Regions from separate parts of the Ovis aries genome. Here region 1 is linked to region 2. A link is a contact called in public Hi-C data. All regions are on one chromosome and are shown on one strand. Each heading gives the region's core, a stretch centred on a gene start, on an enhancer-like site or on the middle of the called end of the contact. The rest is flanking DNA. Distances are from core to core; before and after follow the strand shown. Region 1 overlaps RAI1 (retinoic acid induced 1). Region 2 overlaps TOM1L2 (target of myb1 like 2 membrane trafficking protein).

Region 1 (6,832 bases), core at 3,208-5,707, 150 kb before region 2:
CCCAATGCAGGCAAGTAAATTAAAAAGAGAACTGAAGCTGAATGAATTTTCCGATTGATACCCTCAATTGACGGAGGCCACCAGACCACCTCTGGGTGTTCTTAGGCAGGTTCCTCCAGCTCTCTGAGCCTCTCTTTCCTCATATATCAGGTAACAGAAATGATAGTACCAATTTCGTAGTTTCTTTTCTAAGAGGACTGAATGAGAGGATGCCTACAAAGCACTTGGCTGCAGTTGGCACATAGCAAAATGCTTAATAAATGTTTCCTATTAGTGATAATAGTTCTCAGAATATGTCAATTAAAAACCACCTGAGGGCCTTGCCTGGTGGTCCAGTGGCTGGAGCTCTGAGCTTCCAGTGTAGGGGGCCTGGGTTCGATCCCTGGTCGGGGCACTAGCTCCCACATGCCACAAATGAAGATCCTGTATGCTGACATGAAGAGAGGAGATCCCAAATGCCACAGCCAAGACCCAGTGCAGCCAAATAAATAAATAAATATTTTTTAAAAACACCAAACACTTGAAAGATTTCTTCTTGGGGGCCACAGCTCCTTGGAGATGTGAAGTTGTAAGCCTCTCACTAGCATGGGACAAAGAATTGTTACAATGAGGCAGAGACTCTGAGGCCCAGACATTTAGCTGCTGAAGCACAGTAACACAGGAGCCTAGGGCAGGGTGCCGAAGTGGGAACAGAGTTGGCTTTTATTCAGGTGCTCTGTGATGCTTTGAGAGTTATTCCTGCAGCAAATGGTAACCGCGGATCAGCACTGATACCCAGCTGAGCTCAAGTGGGCCTGTCTTGTGGAAGCTTCTGATATGATGGGAAATGAAATTTGCATGTGATGATGCTAAGAGGTTGGAGAAGGACATGGGAACTCACTCCAGTATTCCTGCCTGGAGAATCCCATAGACAGGAGCTGGTGGGCTACAGTCCGTGGAATCGCAAAGAGTCAGACATGACTGAAGTCACTTTGCATGCATGCATGCATGATAAGAGGTAAAATAAAAATCACCTGTTGTGTTGGTGGGTGGTGGGGTAGGGAGAAATGTATATTTGCTCATTTGGCGGGGGGCAGAAGTTGGGGTGCAGGCCTTGGAGCAGTGGTTCTCAAGTGGGAGTGATTTCGTCCCTCGGGGGGCCTGGGGCCCTGTCTGTAGATGTTTTTGGTTGCCTCCACTAGGGGAGGGGGTGCTGACATCTAGTGGGTTGAAGCCCGGGACACTGCTTAACATCCTGGGATGCACAGGACACACCCCCACAAGTTACCAGGCCCCAAACGTCAGCAGTGCTGAGGGGTTTGGGCAGCTTTGTCCTGGAGCCACATGACGACACGGCTGTGCCCCTGCCCTTGTGAAGCCCTCAGTCTGGTAGGTGAGCAGACCTCAAAGACATGACTGTGTGGATGTAGGTTCGTTCACCTGTGACCCTGCTGCAGCTGAGAAGGTGCCCCTTGCAGGGGAGGCCTTGGGGGAGGGCATCCAGGTAGAGGTGGGGGTGGAGGGGTGCAGCCCCAGAAAAGGCTCAGAAGCAGAAAGGCAGAGGTGTGTGGTAGAAGGGGCAGATGCCTGGTGTGTGTCTGGGGCAACAGCAGACAGTGAGTGACGCAGCCTCAAGGCCAAGGACCTCTCTGCTTTGCCTGGTTTGAGGCAACTGCATCTCCCAGCATGCTGTGCTCCAGGGCACTGGGGTGGAGGGGGTGCCCTGCGGAGGCCTGGTGGGTTGGTGGGAGGGAACTGCCGCCCTCCGGAGAGGTCCCAGCTCTGCCCCTTCCCTCATTTGCATCTGTCTGATAGATGGGAAAGAGAACTAGGAAAAAAAGAAGAGGAAGAACAATATTTTCATTTCAAACACAGGGATGAGGGAGGTGGGAAGGAATCTGGTTTAGGACACCTTTGAGAGGAGCACAGAAAATCCCCACCATGGCCCGAAATAGCACGAAAAACAGACGTTTGGCCTGATCACACTTAATTGATTGGCTCTTTTTTCGAGTCCAGCAGGATGTGGACGGTGCTGGCTTTGTTCCCTTGGGATGACAGTGACCCCCCCCCCCCCCCCCGGGGCCCCCAGGCTGGCTACTTAAACAGAGTCCCTGCTCTCCCAGGCAGGACAGGAGCTCGGGGAGCTCAGCCTGAGCATTGCAGAGGACCAGAGAAGGTGACTGGGGGGATGCCCGGCAGCAGGGCCAGGTGGGTGAAAGTGGAGGTAGGAGAGACCTGGTTCCTCTAATAAGTGGATGCCTGGCTTTTTGGCTGCTGAGAGGGATCATGGAGAAAAGCCGTCATTTAATGAGTGCCTGCTATTGTGCTCAGCACTAGGTGGTCCTCTCTAAGCCTTATTAACCAACTCCTATGGATCAAGGAAACTGAAGCTCAGAGAGGTTAAGTGACCTGCGTGAGGTCACACAGCGACCAAGTGCAGACTTAAGATTGGAAACCACAATCTGTTGGGCTCCAAAGCCAGGCCCTGCCTGCTCCTCATTCATTTCCTGGTGGTCACTCATCCATTCAGCAGATAATCTCTGTGAAATAATACTGTGACCTGGCGGGATTTTTTTTTTTTAGGCCTCGGAGTCAGAAGTGGGCTTGAATTCTGACTAGAGCAGTTTCAGTCTCTGTAGCTTTCTCAGTCAGAGCCTGCTTTCATCTGTCAAGTGGGCACAACCACACCTTTGTCCTGGAGTTGCTTTTAAGGGTTAAACTGCATGGAAGAGAACAGGAAGGGGAAGAGAGAGGCCCAGGGAGGTTAGGACCTGCCCTGGGCCACCCAGCGTGACAGAGTGCAGTGAAAGAACCCTGGGTAGAAGGAACCAGGCGAGATTGTGGTATCTCTGTGCAGTATCAGTGTTGGGTTTCATTATTTGAATGGGGAGAGAGGGCAGCCCCCACTCTGCAGGTAGAGAAGGTGGTGTGGAATGCGGGTGTTTATTTTTCTGTGTCTGTGAAAGCCCTGTTTCAGCTCAGGCTGATAGGGTGTCTCAAGACACTGCAGAGAGTGTCTGCCATGGAGACAGATCTGCCCAGGTGCTTGCCTAGTGTGGGCACTGACAGGGTACCTCCCAAGCCAGGCTCCCAGTGCAGCCTGTAACCCTTCATCCTAGAGCCTGGTGAGCCTGGGTACCCTCAGAAGAGCAAGGGTGGGTGACGGCCTTGAACCTGGGGTGTCCCTTCGCCTCCTTGAATTTGGCCGTCCTGGCCCCATTCATCTCCTTATCTTCTGGCAGCCCCCTTGAGTTGCTGGGAGGGAAGTCAGGGGCAGCCTTCCCGACTGACAAAACAAGCGTTGCTCACAAAAGAAGGGAGGTTGGCAGGACTGCTCTGGCTCCCCTCCCCCGTCCCAGCCTCTGGCTGCAGGCATCTCCCCTGCTTTGCCCAGGAGGCACCCCAAAATTCTGAGAGGTAGTGAGGGGGCTGCAAAGCCATCAGACCGCTCTGGCGGGGTACCCCCAGCACCAAGAAGGTGGATTCTAGGGAGGATGACTGGCCCCTCCTTCCTTTCAGGAGTCTGGGAAGGCTTTCTGGAGAGGAAGCCAGGCCGGCAGGTAGCAGAGAGAGACATCGGATCCAGGGGGAGCAGCAGAGAAAGCAAACAAACAGGGCTTTGTGTGGTTGCAGATTGGCGGCTCAGAAGGGAAGCCGGCTGGTGGGAGGGGAAGGAGGAGGGGGGAGGAGGGGACTGCAGGCCAGGCCAGTGCTCTGGGCAGAGATAGGCGGCTGGACCAGCCCAGGCTGGGCGGCCAGGGAGCAGGGAGTGCCACTGTGTGTGGACAGGCTTCTGGAGTCAGCCTGGCTGTGTCCCAGCCCTGCCACTTCACTCCTTAACAAATCTGGGCTTGTTTGCCCACCTACTGGGGCAGAGTCACTCACACAGGACTGGGGAGATAGTCATCCGGCCCGACTGGCCTGGCCCGTCATGTGAACCCCGACCCTACAGGGATACAGGCCAAGAAGGGATCAGGGTCTGCCTGGCGGGCTGCCAGCTTGGTTGGGTCTCCTGAGGGGGCCTGGAGGGCAGCGGAGCAAAGGGGTTCGCACTGCTCAGTAGCAGATGCCTGGCATGTGGGTGGACAGAGGCTGGCATCTCGGGTCCTAGGCCCTGGAGCCCAGCATCCCCTGCGCTGGTGGAGGGGCCATCTCGGGGGGCAAATCCTGGATCCTAACAGGGCAGCCCGGGCTGGCCCGCCTGTCCAGGCGCGCGCAGCCCCGCCTCGGGGCGGGAGGGGCTTGGTAGGAGCCGGCAGGCCAGACACAGAGGCAGCTGCATTACCGCCTCGGGGGCCATTTCCTCTCTTCCCCGACCTCGGGAGGGCAAACGCCCGCGCTTCCTGGCTTCCCCTCGCTCCCAGCGGCGCCCTCAAAGCGGCCACGCTGGGGCCTCGGCGCATCGGGCCGGACGAGCCCAGCCAGGGCCGCGACCGCGACTCCGGAGGCCAGGGCGCGGGGAGGGGCGGGGTGGCCGCTGTGTCGCCATGGCAGCGCCCATCCCGGCGTGCCCCGCGCAGTCGCGGGGTGGGGATTCCAGGCCCCACCCCTCCCTTCGCCAGACGGCGACTTCCGGGAACCGGGGCTGTGGGCGTGGCTCAGGCCCCGCCCCTCACGGCCCCTGGCTTCCGGGAACCGGGGCATGGGGCGGGGCTTCCGGAGAGGCTGGCGGCCCCCGGGTTCTCGTCCCGGCCCGGGTCTGTTGTTTTGCGTCGCGTACTGCCGTACGGGTCTGCCCTGGCTCTGCGCTTCCCTCGCCAGCCGCCTCCCTTGCTTGATGCCCTTTCGGGCCTCGCGCCTTCGGTGTCCCGCCGGTCACTCCCGGGCCTCCCCCCCCCCCCCGTCTCCCCTCGGGCACTCAGCTGACCTCTGCTCGCCCGCACATGGCCTGGGCAGGCCGCTGAAGGGTGCAGCCTTGGGCCTTGGAAGAGGTGTCCTGGGCGGGGTCAGCTGTCCTTGGCCTTTCGAGAACTGGGAGGGTGAGAATGGACTTCAGCGGCCGCGGGAGAAGACTTGGTGTGGAAAAGAACTTATCAGGCCTGAGCATTTATTTTTTTTTTTTAAATAAAATCAGGTTATAAAGGGCTTCCCTGGTGGCTCAGACTGTAAAGAATTTGCCTGCAATGTGGGAGACCCGGATTCGATCCCGGGGTTGGGAAGATCCCCTGGAGAAGGAAATGGCAACCCATTCCAATATTTTTGCCTGGAGAAATTCATGGACAGAGAAGCCTGGGGGGCTGCAGTCCATGGGGGTCACAAAGAGTAGGAGAGGAAGGAGCAACTAACACTTTCACCAGGTTATGACCATGTTGATTTTAGAAAAAGCTAAAAATGCCAGATGACAAGCAAAAACCTCTTATAAATTCCACCCCTAGAACATAATCGTCAGCATTTTTGCTCTAGACATATGGTAAACAACACGATAGATGTAATAAATATAAAATATGGAGTCATGCTGTATATTTGGTTTTGTAAGGCCCTTGTGTTTTAATAGTTTTCTCTCCCACTACAGAAAGAGGATGGGCTGATTATAGACTTCTGGAAAGTAAGGCAAATGTAAAGGAAAGCAGTCCACCCAAACTCCCAGGCCCTGAAGCCAGCCTCATTTGATTCTTCTCTGCCCTGTCCTGGGGTCTTTTGTTAAAGGGTGCTGCCTTCTTCCTCCGTGAGCCATCTGATGTCTTGCTTCTCTCCCTTCCTGTGTGAAGCCTGCTCCTTTTCCCTGAGTCTGTGAGTCTGGAGAGAACTGGAACCGGATCTTGGGAGCTTCAGAGAGAAGTCGGACTGGATGGCTGCTTCCTGACTTGGTTGGACCTCTCCCCATCTGCCAACCCCAGGAACCCTTGCCCTGGCTCCTTAATTGGCAGTCTGGGCAGGGGCCACCAAGCCCAGCCAGTGCCACCCAGCCTGTGCAGAGCTGTTGAAGACTTGTTGCCCCTAAGGAGACCAGGCTCCAGCAGCAAGGCCATACCAAGGTCCCAGACCTCAGTCACATCCAGGTCCCCCTTGCCCAGCCACATGCAGACTTAGCCCGTGGTTGGCCCTGTGGCCCCCTTCTGCTCCCACTGTATGTTCTAGGAGCAGGTTTCTGCTGCCCTGGGCTGCTTGGCCTCCCCTTTGGGGCCTGTGGGCCTGGCACCAGGCGCAGCCTCCCTCAGCTCAGCTGCCTCTTGAACTCCAAGCTGCCCTGGCCCTACCCATCCCCTCTACCAGCCTTCTTTCTCCATTCCTAAGCAGTTCAGTTCTGACACATCCCATCCCTGCGTGAAACAGACCTTGGAAAATCAGAGCTGCCAAGGATGGACTGGCATTTAAAAGGCATCCAAGACTTGAGAGGAAGGCAGAAGAGGGGAGAGAGTGCAGGGCCCTGTCCCTGGACAGCAGCTGGATTTAGTGGATGGAAAATCACAGAATGCACCCTTCCCTGGGAAGCACCCCGGGAAGAGGGGGGCAGGTGGGGTACCAGGCAGCATGCCCCACTGGCCACCACCCGCAGTCACCACCACATGCTCCCAAAGTGAAAAGATGTGTGAGGGCCGTCAGGAGTCTGCAGCCGGCGGCCTTGTAAATTGTGTTCTCTTAGCAGGTTTATTCGTTTATGAAATATTGAAGCCCCATTTCACTTTACCTGTAGCAGGGAGGCAGCCAGGTTGGGGCTGAGATTAATGCTCTGAACATGACTTATTTATCTGGAGCCGCTCTTCTGGGCTGGGTGCTGCCTGCCATATGGAATGTAACCAAGCGCCAAGATGAGTGTGTGTCTGGGCTTGCGGGGCTGTGTGTCTGTCCATCTTTGAGGGGGTTCCGTACTGGAGAGTGATGGTTCTCACATGCTTGCTGTGTCCAGGCGTGT
Region 2 (6,878 bases), core at 2,941-5,440:
CAGGCAAGAATACTGGAATGGGTTGCCATGCCCTCTTCCAGGGGATCTTCCCGACCCACGGATCAAACCCTCATCTTACATCACCTGAATTGGCAGGTGGGTTCTACACTACTTGGGAAGCCCTCATGATATTGTATGTGGCAATAATTTCATTCATGGATATGACACCAAAAGCACAGGCAACAAGAAAAAACAGACAAACTGGACTGTATAAAAACATAAACATTTCTGGGCATTAAAGGACACAATCAACAGAGTAAAAACAGAGTAACCTATGTTCAGAATGTTAGAAAATATCTGCAAAGCTGATAAGGAGTTAATATTTTTTTAGGATAAACAAAGAACTCTTACAACTCAAACACAACAAAAACCCCAATTTAAAAATGGGCAAAGGCTCCCAGTCCCATCACTTCATGACAAATAGAAGGGGGAAAAGTGGAAGCAGTGACAGATTTTATTTTCTTAGGCTCCAAAATCACTGGGAATGGTGACTGCAGCCATGAAATTAAAAGATGTTTGCTCCTTGCAGAAAGCTATGACAAACCTAGACAATGTCTTAAAAAGCAGAGACATCACTTTGGTCTGTACAGTAAAAGCTACAGTTTTCCTGCTAGTCATGTATGAATGTGAGAGTTGGACCATAAAGAAGGCTGATGGCTGAAGAAGTGATGCTTTTGAACTGCGGTGTTGGAGAAGACTCCTCAGAGTCCCTTGGACAGCAAGGAGATCAAACCAGTCTATCCTAAAGGAAATCAGTCCCGAATATTCACTTTGGCCACCTGATGCGAAGAGCCGACTCACTGGAAAAGACTCTGATGCTGGGAAAGATTGAAGGCAAAAGGAGAAGAGGGCAGCAGACAATGAGGTGGTTGGATGGCATCACCGACTCAATGGACATTAATTTGAACACACTCTGGGAGATAGTGAACAACAGAGAAGCCTGGTGGGCTACAGTTCATAGGGTTGCAAGAATCGGACACAACTTAGTGACTGGACAACAACAACAACAAAAGGACCTGAATAGATATTTCTCAAAACAATAAAATAAAACAAAAACCTATATATGGGGACTTCCCTGGTATTCCAGAGGTTAAGAATCTGCCTTGCAATTTAAGGGACGCAGGTTGAATCCCTGGTCCGGGAACTAAGATCCCACATGCCTCAGAGCAACTAAGCCCACATGCCACAACAAAAGATTCCGAATGTCATGACTGAGCCCCGCCACAGCCAAGTTAATTAATTAATTTTTAAAAAAGATATACAAGTGGCCAACATGTCCCTGAAAAAAAAACGCTATGTATCACTAATCATTGCTGCTGCTGCTGCTGCTAAGTCGTTTCAGTCGTGCCCGACTCTGTGCAAATCGAACCCACAATGATTTATCACTTCACACTCTCTAGGATGACTGCTATCAAAAAAAAAAAAAAAAGGAACATAAGCAATGCTGGTGAGAATGTGGAGAGACTGGAACCCTTGTGCACTGTTGGTGTGGATGGAAAATGACGAGCTGTCCCTGTGGGAAACACGGCAGGTTCTCAGAAAACTGAAAACAGAACTACCGTATGATCCAGCAACTCCACTTCAGGTCCACACCCAGCAGAGCTGAGAGCAGGACCTCAAAGAGATATGTCTGCACTTATGTTCACAACAGCTTTATTCCTAACAGCCAGGGAGTGACCCAGGTGTCCAGACACAGATGACAGCCAAACAGAATGTGCAGATTCACACAGAGGAATATTACTTAGCCTTAAAAAGGAAGGAAATTCTGACACCGGCTCCAAGATAAGTGGACCTCCAGGGCATTATGCTGAGTGAAATAAGCCAGACACAAAAAGACAAATACTGCATGATTCCCCTTATGGGAGGTTCCTAAAGCAACCAAATTCATAGAAAGAAAGTAGAATGGTGGGTGCCAGGGGCTAGGGGAGGGAGTGGGGAGTTACTACTGAACTGGGGACAGAGTTGATGATAAAGGTCCAGAGAGTGAGGTGCACGACCACGTGAATGCGTTCAATACTTAAGAGTGGTTAGAATGGCACATTTTGTTATACCTATTTTAATAGGTTTTTAAAAATCCTAAGGCAGGCAGTATTCTCTCCCATATTTAGAGGAAGTGAGGCTCAGAGAGGTTGGGATGCTGGCCAGGATCACACAGCTGAATAGGCCCTGACATCTGGTCTTGGGTCTGTCTAATGCCTGGGCACTTGCTGATGTGGCCCCAGCTGTCAGCACTGTGAGTTTGGACCCAACGCTGCCCTGTCCAAACTGTTTAGTTCTCCACAGAGACAGTCAAGACAGTCACCGGCCTCTTTAACAAAAACTTCATACAACATGCATGTCCACTGACAGCGTGAACCCCACGACCTCTGTGCACACTGGAAGTGGCTGGTTCCGCTAGACGCAGCTGCGGGGAAGGCACGCTTGTTCTGCACATGGAGCCCAGAGCTCACACTCCATCGACAGCGGTCCTTCCCAGCGGTCATCACACTCCAGGAACCCGGCCGCGGCTCTGGACATCAGTGCGCCAGCCCGTGGTCTGTGTGGATGACCCTAACTGCTTCAGTCTTTACCAAAAAGCAAGTATCCTCAACCTCTTCACCCTCTTTACTCATCACCCTTGACACCCAAAGACTCTCCACCCCACAAAAGGAGCAAGCCCACCCAGGGGCGAGAGTGGCTGGATGAGGCCCTGTGTGCGGGGCGCTGGGTGGGGGCCAGGGGCCCTTCAGTAGGGCCCATGGTGCCACCTGGCTGCAGCAGAGGCAGCATTTGATGAAACCCTCTCCTCTGGGGGGCTTTTCCCAGTGCCTCAGCAGTAAAGAATTTGCCTGCAATGCAGGAGAAACAGGAGACGTGGGTTCCAACCCTGGGTTGGGGAGATCCCCTCGAGGAAGGAAATGACAACCCACCTCAGTATTCTTGCCTGGGAAATCCCATGGACAGAGGAGACTGGTGGGCTACAGTTTGTGGGGTCACAGAGCGTCAGACACGACTGAGCACGCACACAGGCACCTCATGGGGGAGGAAAGCATGGGGAGAGAGGAAGGGAGGAGGAGCCAGGAGCCTGTGAAGAGAGGCAAAGGTCAGGATGGAGGAGAGGCCATGCCACCCAGCCGCAGGCAGCACCGCTGGGCCCTCAGGGGACATCTTCATGGGGGTGGGGCTGGGGCAGGCACTCAGACGGAACGGTCAAAGCACCGTCCAGCCCAGAGCCGGGAAGACTGGACACAGAGGCTGTGTGAGGAGAGGGCAGCGTGAGGCAGCATCGGGAGGGTCCGCGACGAGACCCTTGCCCCCTGTTCACTCTACCACTTGGATCTCTGAAGGGCCCACCCCCAGAGGAGGAGACCCCCCCCCACACCTGGGGTCACACACAGCAGGGCCTCTGCAGCCTCCTAGTAAAGCCGCTCACCTGCTACCCTTCGGAACCAGTGAGGGGACAGGCCAGCTGGCCAAAGGGCCACAGTCCGCCTGTGGTCTGTCCCATCTCAGCATGGGTCACACACAGACTCAGGAAGACAGAACGGGGGACACCAGCAGGGCCCAGGGGACACTCTCTTGGAGGCTTGACGGAGGAAACTTCCATCAGTGAACCTCCCCATCCCTCCTCCCACCACCAGGAAGGGGGTCAGAGGCGTGAGAACCTCTCCTCGGGGTTAGCACCCTCTATTCAATCACTGGGCTCTGAGTTCCAGCAAAAGATAGAGGCTCCTTTTGATTATAAAGCACTGACCCCATAAGAATGCCTCTTTATTTCCATTTTGCTGGAAATGCCACAGACATACAACTGTGGGTATTTGGCTCGGCTGAGACAGAAGAAGGAGGGAAGGCTGACAAAGGAGCTCAAATCGCTTCTCAGTTTCCTTTCCTCATAAAAGAATTCCCGCCATGGGACCAAGCTGGGTCTGATTGCCCTCCAACTGTGGCCACTCCCATTGGCTCCCTCCCCAGGCCAGAGGACGCCAAGTTCAGGCTCATTTCTGTTATCACGTAAATTGTCAAAACCGAAGATAAATAAATCCTGGTGCAACAGCAAAAACACAATGCTCCAGAGGTCAGGGAGCAAGTCATTCCCGCCAGCCAGCCCTCAGGATGGAGACAGATCAAAGAGCCAGTGACCCGGGCAGCAAAGGGCTGACCTTCCAGAGGTCTCCAGTGATATGCTAACGGCCAGAGGCAAGGCAGAGCTGGACAGGGTTGTGCAGGGCTGGGTGGAGCAGGGGCAGACACAGCGCCCATTAAAGCTTCAGAGCCTGTCATCCTGATGCTGTTGCCATGGCGTTTTCTCCATTCAGAAAAGGCTGCCCCCTGCCTGGTGTGAGCTGGGGTCCAGGGTGCCTTGAATGTCAACCCTGGGACTTCCCTGGCAGTGCAGTGGCTAAGGCTCTGAGCTTCCATCCTGGTCGGGGTGTACAGACCCTGATGGCAAGGTTCTTTTCCAGCAGCAGCCCATGCCCCACCACAATGTCCCTCCCACATGCTCTGAAGTTCAGGGCCGTGATGCTGGGAGGACACTCCAGTCCAGGGGTTTGGTTTCTTGGCTACTGATTTCTACACTTTGATGTGAAATACAGCAACGTCAGAAGCAGCCAAGAGGGCTGGGTTAGCATTTTTGCATTCAGCAGCAGCCTCTTGGTGAGCCTGGAGGAGAAACAGCAGAATCTTCCACCTCCTCCACAATCAAGAGAGTGAGAAGGAGCCGAGAGGGACTGGGCTGCTTCCTGTCGAGGGTGGAGAGGAGAAAAGGAGTCTGCAAGGGTGGGACTCATTCGACAACATGCCCCATCAACTTCAGATCAGCCTTCTGGGCTCTGGATGGGTTCAGGCCAGTGAGGCAGGTGAGGTGGACCAGACAGGTGGAAAGGAACTCAGTCCCAACACTGCACTCAGAGCAGTGGATGCCTCTGCTCTGAGTCCCTGACCTGGTGGATGTTAACTGCAGCTGCTCCCCTTTCACTAGAGACTCCCTCCATTTCATGGGGTGTCCCCCCGTTTCATGGGGTGTCCCCCATTTCAGGGGTGTCCCCTGTTTCAAGGGTGTCCCCATTTCAGGGGTGTCCCCCGTTTCATGGGGTGTTCCCCGTTTTGGGGTATCCCCATTTCATGGGGTGTCCCTCTGTTTCAGGGGTGTCCCCCGTTTCATGGGGTGTTGCCCGTTTCAGGGGTGTCCCCCGTTTCACAGAGTGTCCCCCTGTTTCATGGGTGCCCCTCGTTTCTTGGGGTGTCCCTCTGTTTGGGGGTGTCCACCCATTTCATGGGGTGTCCTTTTCTACAACAGGGGGTCCCACTCCTCCCTCACCCTCTTAAAAGGCAGAGGAGGGGCCAGAAGAAGGTGCACAGAGTATAACTTGACCAGCCCACAGACTCCAGAGGCAGCTTCCTCTGTAACTTGGAGGCAAAATAAAACACGGTGGTCCCCAGGCCATGGATACAGATTGGCAGCCTGGGGACCCAATCTCCAGAAGCGCTGGTGCCATGGAGCCGGGAGGAAGTGAAAAAGACCTCCTTGGCCACACACACACACACACACACACAGTGACAGACCACAGCAGGCCCCTGCAAGCAGGGCACACAGGACCAGACAAGCCGGGAAGAACCAGCCAGGGCTAATGTGAAGTCCTCAGGGACTGGGGCAGCCCCTGTCCCCACCCCACAGCTGGAGAGGGCAAGGGCAGGGGCCTGATGGAGATCGTGCTCTGGACCTTGGCTGCAGGTGAGGCAGCCCTGCCTGGTCCCACCCTGAGCCTTCCCATCAGAGCCTGGGAGCAGAAGGCAGGTGCAGACATGCTCCCAGGGGTGGGGGTGGGGGGCCCTGGACAGGGCCATCCAGCTGATGACTGCCGAGGGTCGGGCACTGGGAGGCAGTGGGAGGCAGGCAGACCGCGTCCCTGCCCCACCACCCGCAGACTGGGCTCAGTCCCGCTCTGCCACGTCACCCCTGGGCCCTGGACCCAGCCTACTCCGCTTCTTCCTCTGAGCACTGTTTCTGTCAAATGAGGTAGGGGGTCTGGTGATCTCTGACCCCCTCAGTCCCCCACTCTGCTCTGACAGCACACTGGCCTATGGACACTTTTTCTTCCTTTCTTGGTGACTTTTTTTTTTTTTTTTACTGTGGTAAAATATACATGGGCTTCTCTTATAACTCAGTTGGTAAAGAATCCGCCTGCAACACAGGAGACCCTTCTTCGATTCCTGGGTCAGGAAGACCCAGTGGAGAAGGGAAAGGCTACCCACTCCAGTCTTCTGGCCTGGAGAATTCCATGGGCTGTATAGCCCATGGGGTCGCAACGAGTCGGACAGAACTGAGCGACTTTCACTTTCACAATATACGCAACATAAAATGTACCACCATAACTGCTTCTCAGTGCACAGCTCAAGGCCATCAAGTGCAAGTACACGTACCCGTCCCCACCACCACCTCCAGAAATGATGCATCTTCCCAAACTGAAGCTCAGCCCCCTGAAACCCTCACTCCTCACCCCTTCCCCAGCTGCTGACACCCACCCTTCTACTTTTTGTATCTCAACTTGATCCTCTAGGAACCTCACAGAAGTGGGTATTAATCCTTTATCAGATACGTGCTTTGCAAGTATCTTCTCCCACTCTGCACTGCTAAATCCAGGGTCATGAAGTTTTCTGTTTTCTCCTAAAACATTTATAGTTTTATTAATAGCTCATGTTTAGCTATTAATTGATTCATCGTTGAGTTTTCTAGATGGTAGAAGGTGAGGTTCCAACTCCACTCTTGTGCGTGTGGACACCCAGTTTTCCCAGCTCCATCTGTTGGGAAGACTGTCTTTCTCCCACCAGCTGATCTTGGCCCGTGTGTCAGACATCAGCCGAGCATCCACGGTAAGATTTGCCTCGGGGCTCCCTGT

What was found. Hi-C and Micro-C count contacts between places; a contact is called where the count stands out from the background.
Region 1: a contact with region 2 is called in a Hi-C map of hypothalamus, with 2.4 times the contacts expected there. The contact joins two enhancer-like sites. A contact is called at or near these places in 2 of 16 Hi-C or Micro-C datasets (hypothalamus and tail adipose tissue).

Annotation. Positions count from the first base shown.
Region 1 is chr11:34,489,161-34,495,992 of ARS-UI_Ramb_v3.0, reverse strand. The region is part of intron 1 of RAI1 (retinoic acid induced 1); the gene reads left to right. Among named protein-coding and RNA genes, the nearest start is that of RAI1, 10 kb to the left of the region's middle. Within about 2 kb of position 4,457, at least 52 of the 54 cell types and tissues checked have an H3K27ac peak or open chromatin away from gene starts, as enhancers often do. A contact at or near this core is called in hypothalamus, where this site is marked.
Region 2 is chr11:34,338,248-34,345,125 of ARS-UI_Ramb_v3.0, reverse strand. All of the region lies in intron 1 of TOM1L2 (target of myb1 like 2 membrane trafficking protein), which reads right to left. Among named protein-coding and RNA genes, the nearest start is that of TOM1L2, 37 kb to the right of the region's middle. Within about 2 kb of position 4,190, at least 6 of the 54 cell types and tissues checked have an H3K27ac peak or open chromatin away from gene starts, as enhancers often do. A contact at or near this core is called in hypothalamus, where this site is marked.